2 separate regions of the Sus scrofa genome follow, and region 1 is linked to region 2. Evidence: chromatin contacts called from public HiChIP or PLAC-seq data. All regions are on one chromosome and are shown on one strand. The core of a region is the stretch at or near the end of the contact, and the rest is flanking DNA. Distances in the headings are between cores, read along the strand shown. Region 1 overlaps SRRM4 (serine/arginine repetitive matrix protein 4). Region 2 overlaps TMEM233 (transmembrane protein 233).

Region 1 (3,148 bases), core at 5-2,504, 430 kb after region 2:
ACACACACACACACACCCTCTTCATATAAATAAATACTTGAATACTGCTGATGGCAACTGAGAAAGAGAGCGTGCATTACATAAATAAATAAATAAACATAAATAAATAAAATAAATAAGAGGTTCGATAGGAGCCCCAGGCAAAGGGTCCCTCAGAGTTGCTTGGATGAAGGCAGTCTGGATGGGAGGGGGGGGCTCTTGGATCTGTCACTGCTGTCCTGCTAAGGAGGTTCCGTGGCTCCGGAAAGCCTTTGTCCCCACAAAGGGAGACTGGAGTCCAGGCTGGGCTCCTGGGCGGGGAAGAGGGTTATTTACAGTTGCTGTACATGCCCTACCAGGGCACCTGCCCCTGTCCCAGGCACCTGCCACCAGGCCTTCTGTGGCGACAGCACTGGCATCCATGAGTCTTGGCGGGTGGAGCCCAGGTCTGGGCCAGAGGGCATCATGGAAAGGCCAGGTCCTCCTCTGTGCCTCGGTGCCTGGCTCCACTCTGCCTGGGGAAGAAGGACTTTCCCAGTGGTTGCAGGGCAGTTTCTGGCCCTGTGGGTTGATGTGATGGGGAAGACGGGTGGGTGGGGGGGAATGGCACTGCTTCCAAGAAAAAGGAGTTTTTTTAAATGTTCCCCCCCACACACACACACTGGGTGTTAAGGGATGAAGACTATTTGGTTCTCTGCTTCCCAAAGCCCCGCCCTCCAAAGCTGGGAACTGTCCCTTCCTGCCCTCTCCCTCCAAGCCCTGGCCAGCGGCTGTCTGTTGCCACCACAAACTTGAAACTCACCCGCAAGGCTCCGGAAAGCCAGTCAGCTGGTGAGGGGGATGCCCAAGAGGTTATTTTAAGGACCTTCTCCCTCGGGCTCCTGTTCTCAGTGCCTTCCGTGGCTGAAGCAGCTGGTGGTATTTGCCTGCTGGAGATTGACTTACCCTTGCTGCCCAGCCCGGGGCCGGGAGAAGGTTGGGGGGGAGGACAGAAATGAAGGTGGGGCTTTCCCAAGCCCCTGAGAAACTCCAGAAACCAGCGGGAGCCACGGAGCATCCAAGCCCTTTCCCGCCCCCACCCCAGACTCCCGAGATTTGGACCTTTTCCCCGCAACCTGAGCCACTGTGCCCCATCCTGGCAAAATTCCTGAGAGGCAAAGGGGGTGACTTAGGCTGAGGGTGGGTGGGTGCTTGGCTGCACTGGGTAGGATCCAGGGTGTGGCAGTCTGGGCAGTGGGGAGGGGGCGGGCAGGCGCCAACCAAAGGGTAAGGCCAGACTGGCTGGCGCTGGCAACTGGCAGCCGGCCATGGCGCTGGGGAATGTTCAGCAGATGGTCCCGTGGAATTAGGCTGTTGCCAGCTTGTGGGGCCCAGGCAAATTTGGGAAGTGGGGGCTGCAGACCAAGCTGTCCTGACGGGCCACTACGTCCTTTCTCAGAGGTCACGGGGTCCCTGTGAACAGCCAAGAGGCATTTTGTGTAAATCACGGGGTGGCCTCTCCATGGACAGAAACCACTGGGCTCCTCTTCCAGACCAGGCTGCGATACTGGGAGCAGCAGACTGACCCCACCCCCACCCCCTTTTGGCTTCTACCCTCATGACCAGAGAGCCCGTGTCCTATCTCTAACACCTACTACCAAGTGAAAGAAATGTTCGTGGCCCCTACTCAGACCATCCCCTTCCAGGACCCAAGAGCCTTCTAGCTTTTGCTCTGGCCTGAACGGCCCTGGGTCTCTCCTAATACCCACCCCCCATGCCCAGCGGGGTCCATACCCGTGCAGCCATGAGATTGAATGTGGGGAGAAGGAGGGCAGGTGTGATGAATTACAGCTGGCCCTCAGGATGCATCCTGCGAGCAGTGGGGAGCAGAACTCTCTGTATGCTTTCCCGGCCAGAACCAAACTTTTGAGTCATGGACCCACGGCTTCTTGCAAACCTTTGAGGTTTTTCTGTGCCCACAGAAGGTGGTTCTCACCATTTGCTCAGGCCTGAGTGGAGCCCATGGGGTGGTGTGGTGGAGGCTCCTAGCAGCCCGACATACAGGTTGAAGCCCCCATACCCTCGATTCCTCCTCCCCAGGAGAGCAGGAAGGACAGGGCCCAGGAGCCCTCAATGTCTATCACCAAGGAGAAGGCAGGGCAGGCAGGGAGTTGGGGAGGCTGGCAGAGTGAAAGGGGCACCCCCTGCAGGCAGTTGGCTCAAGGGAGGGCCCTTGCTTAGCGCCTGGTGCTGGAGTAGCTGTCTGCTGAGCTGTAGCTCCCACTCCGACTCCGGCTCCGGCTTCGGCTCCGGGAGCCCAGGCTGGGGCTGCGGGAGCTGCAGCTGCTGCTAGTGCGGGTCCTGCTCCGGCTCCGGCTTCGGCTGTGGCTCCGGCTTCGGCTGCGGCTCCGGCTTCGGCTCCGGGAGTAGCTCCTGCTGACTGAACGGCTGCTGCTGCTACTGTACCAGGAGGAGGTGCTGCTGAGGCCGCTGGAGGAAGAGGGGCTGGGCCGGTAGTAGGGGATGGGGCGTTTCCGGGCACTGCAGAGACCAGAGGGAGAAGGCATGAGGGCAAGACTCTCCCAGCCTCAAGCCAGGGAGCGTCGGCATTGTCCCAAAAGACATGTCCCAGCTCCTTAGGGAAAAAAAAAAATCCCATTACTCTTCTCTTGCAGACCTGAGAAGATTAAGGAGATGGTCTCAGTCTTGTGCTGATATGTTTTGAAAAGTGGTAATCTCACATTCTTAACACAGCCAGGCTGGGCTCAGAGAACCTCCAGCTGGCAAAGGAATGTACATCTAAACTCTAGTCATAGTTTTGCTTCACTATTTTTATTTTTACTAGAACCTTCTATTTATGGCAAAAAAAAAAAAAAAAGAGGCTGATTTTCCATTTACCGTAGTGTATCAAGTTTCCTTTTGAAATAAATGTATAGACCTCTTTAAAAAGGGCATGTCTATTTAAAGAAAATTAAGTAAGTAGTGCACTTCATAAGCAGACACAAAAATGGTGGGTGACTAAAGTTTGGGAAACACTGAATGGGTTCATCAAGAAGGACTATTTGGGGGTGAGTAACGAAACCAGAGAGGGTTTTGGAAATGCCACTCTCTTTACCTCAGCCTTCCTGCAAGTCCACCCCAAGGACACCCGGGAAAGTCAATGCAGTGGGTGCAGGACTCCGTTCCTGTG
Region 2 (3,282 bases), core at 64-2,563:
GTCAATATATTAGGTTGCCTAGTAAGAGAGAATTAAAGTAGCTGATGGAATTAAGGAAACTATCCTGGATTACCTGGGTGGACCCAGTGTTATCGCCAGGTCCTTAAACGAGGAAGAGGAGGGCAAAGGAGTCAGAGAGATGCCATGTGAGAACGAGTCCAGTGGCCACTGCTGATTTTGAAGATGGGAGGAGGCCAGGACGCAAGGAAGGTGGACAGCCTCCAGAGGCTGGAAAAGGTAAGCAGATAGATTCTCCCCGAGAGCCTGCAGAAAGGAAGGCAATCCCACCAGCATCTTGATTTTGACCCAGTGAGACCAGTTTCAGACTTTTGTCCCTTAAAAAAAATTTTTTTTTTAAATTAAAGTAGTTGGAGTTCCCGTCGTGGCTCAGTGGTTAACGAATCCAACTAGGAACCATGAGGTTATGGGTTCAATCCCTGGCCTTGCTCAGTGGGTTAAGGATCTGGCGTTGCTGTGGCTGTGGCATAGGCCAGCAGCTACAGCTCTGATTAGACCCTCTAGCCTGGGAATCTCCATATGCCGCAGGTGCAGCCCTAGAAAAAAAGACAAAAAGACAAAAAAAGAAAAATTAGTTGATTTACAATGTTCTGTCAATTTCTGCTGTACAGCAAAGTGACCCAGTCATACATATTATATATGTGTATGTGTGTGTGTGTATGTGTGTGTGTGTGTTTTCTTGTATTATCTTCCATCATGGTCTATCACAAGTGATTGGATATAGTCCTCTGGCTATACAGCAGGGCCTCATTGCTTATCCATTCTAAATAGAATAGTTTGCATGTTTCAGACTTTTGACCTCCAAAGCAGTCAAAAGGTGGATGGTTTTCAAGTTCGTAGTATTTGTTACAGTACTGATCAGAAATGAATACACTGGGTTACCTGTAACAAGACAACGGTAATTGTTTAGATGAGCTTTGGTAAAGGCTCAAGAATTTTTCTTTCTTTTTTAGGGCCACAGGTGCATCATATGAAAGTTCCCAGACTAGGGGTGTAATCAGAGCTACAGCTGCTGGCCTACACCGCAACCATGGCAATGCCAGATCCTTAACCCAGGGTAAGTGAGGCCAGGGATTGAACCCACATCCTCATAGATACTAGTTGGGTTCATTTCCTCTGAGCCTCAATGGGAACGCCTCAAGAAATACTTACTTACCTTACTTTACTACATCTGTGGGGATCTGGATTTAGGTCATCTTTCTTGTGTCATCAGGCCATTTGTCACCTCTACAGGGGCAGGGTTTGGCCTTTCAGAGTTCCTGTCAATATACTCATTCCAAAGCACAAGCCGTTCCCATACATGGGATTCCATGTCACCCAGACACTGGATGGCAATGCCAGGGGCAGACAGCTTGAGCAAACTAAATGGCAGGGCACCTCAGTGAACTAGTCTATGAGGGTGAACAGGGCAAGTGTGTACTCGGATCAGAAGAGGGATGGAAGTTTTGACTGGACCATCACAGGTTTGACCTGGCTGCTCACCTGAGATTTGGAACAGGTACATAAGATGAAACTCAGACGCCCGACACAGAGAAACACACAAAGGCCACTTGGTACTCCTCTCCCCTGACCTCTGCTACATAAATCTCTGTTGGAACCAATGAATCAATCTTCATTGGAAAGATAATGCCTTCTTTCTTGGCTTCTGTAGGGATGATGGGGGATGCGTGCATATCAGACGTCTTTGTATTTGTCAAATCAGAATTCAACGTGTTTTGGTTCAGGGACCTATGTTTATAGGGTTAACTCCCAGGCTCAAATATGCAACTTCCATGAGTGTTTTTTGTTTTGTTTTGTTTTTTCATTTTTTTTTTTTTAAGGATTTGTAGTAATCCATGAATGTAGACACTGTCTTAGAATCAGTAGCCCAAGACGTCGGTCTTATAATTAGAAGCCTGGATCTAGGGTTACGTATCAAGATACATGCATAATGCTGTTTTGCTGAATGCAGCTGTCCTGGTGCAGGCCAGAGAAAATCTGCTGATCCAGGAGCTGAGGCCAGCGATTTTATGTCTGCATCTGCTTCTGCCCATAACGTGTGGGCAAAGACAGGGCCACTTCAAGGGCTGTAGTCCTATCAGCCTTAGCCATGCTCAGAGCAGGGGACAGGGGCACTCCCTCTCTGAGGCACTGTCCCTTGGGTACAGTCAGTGCACCCTCTTGCAAGGTAGCTGCATAACACTATTCCCGCCTGTCTCTGTCCTCTCACATTTCCTTTTAATGTTCTCCATGTATGCCGGCTCCCCACCAGCCTCTTTCCAAGGGTCTCTCTTTATCCCACCGGAATCTCCAAAGCCTAGCTCACTTTCTGTGGCTGAACAGGTGCTCTGTCAATAATGAATGGGTGAGGAAATGGAAGAGAGTGACAACAGAATGAGGAAATTGTTTGAAAAGCTATTAGATGACTTTTTACCCTGCTCGTGACAGGCATAGTAAGAAGCAGCCGCCTTAAAGTAGACCATGGTTTTTTTTTTTTTTTTTCTTCTGCTCAGCATCTGTCTCTTCTTCTGGTAAAAGCACTTTAGTTTTCCTTTGGGAAACCTCCCTTCCCACACCCTCAATCCATAAAGTTCGGGTGGAGTTGACTTCATCCTCAGTTTCACTGGCTGAATTGTGACCCAGTTCTGGCCAAAGAGGATACTACACACTCCCAGACACAGTATAAATTTGTGTTGGAAAGGGTGGCCACGCCTGTCTGTTAATGGATGGTATTCATTCTGACGGTTTGATTCCTGCTCCAAATCAATTGTGCATTATTTCAAATTGAAATTTTTTCCCCCTTGTAACCCTTAGGGAAGAGTTACTTTATTTCCCCATGCATTGCTTAGCTTGTAGGAAGAAATCCCAAGCTGCTGGCAGCCACTGTGCTGTTGTGAAACCAAAATATACTGAGTTGATGCTGAGAAATTGATAAAGAAGAAATTTTTAGTAATGCTGAGCACCAAGATCCAGCCGTACCTGAAGCTATCCCTACAGTTTTCAATTATATGAACAAGTAAACCCTTTTTGCTGTGGCCATTTTTTAGTCACTGGCTTCTCAAAGAGTCCTCTGGCTGATGCACTTGATCAATCCGTTTTCTAAATGTGCTTTTTTGGAGTGGAGCAGGGGTGATCTCAGCTTTGTAGGAGGCCCTGGAGAAGATCATCATCTCACTTTGTCAATATTAAAGTTCTCTGCCAGACACTGCCCCCCACCCCCACCCCAAATCAGACCCCTATCTCAATCCCAGAGATCTCACTTAGTGACTTTAGTAGGACCAACAT

Evidence for each region. HiChIP or PLAC-seq counts read pairs in DNA pulled down with a chosen protein or histone mark.
Region 1: a contact with region 2 is called in an H3K27ac HiChIP or PLAC-seq map of skeletal muscle, with 2.9 times the contacts expected there. The contact joins two enhancer-like sites. A contact is called at or near these places in 1 of 47 Hi-C or Micro-C datasets (skeletal muscle) and 1 of 2 datasets of contacts at active chromatin or transcription factors (skeletal muscle).

What each region holds. Positions count from the first base shown.
Region 1 is chr14:33,657,082-33,660,229 of Sscrofa11.1, forward strand. SRRM4 (serine/arginine repetitive matrix protein 4) reads right to left here. Exons shown (of 14, transcript XR_002338378.1): 13 at 782-2,499. Among named protein-coding and RNA genes, the nearest start is that of HSPB8, 19 kb to the left of the region's middle. Within about 2 kb of position 1,255, at least 13 of the 83 cell types and tissues checked have an H3K27ac peak or open chromatin away from gene starts, as enhancers often do. A contact at or near this core is called in skeletal muscle, where this site is marked.
Region 2 is chr14:33,230,943-33,234,224 of Sscrofa11.1, forward strand. It overlaps TMEM233 (transmembrane protein 233), which reads right to left. Exons shown (of 4, transcript XM_021073561.1): 4 at 1-264. The coding sequence ends at 132. Among named protein-coding and RNA genes, the nearest start is that of PRKAB1, 15 kb to the left of the region's middle. Within about 2 kb of position 1,314, at least 3 of the 83 cell types and tissues checked have an H3K27ac peak or open chromatin away from gene starts, as enhancers often do. A contact at or near this core is called in skeletal muscle, where this site is marked.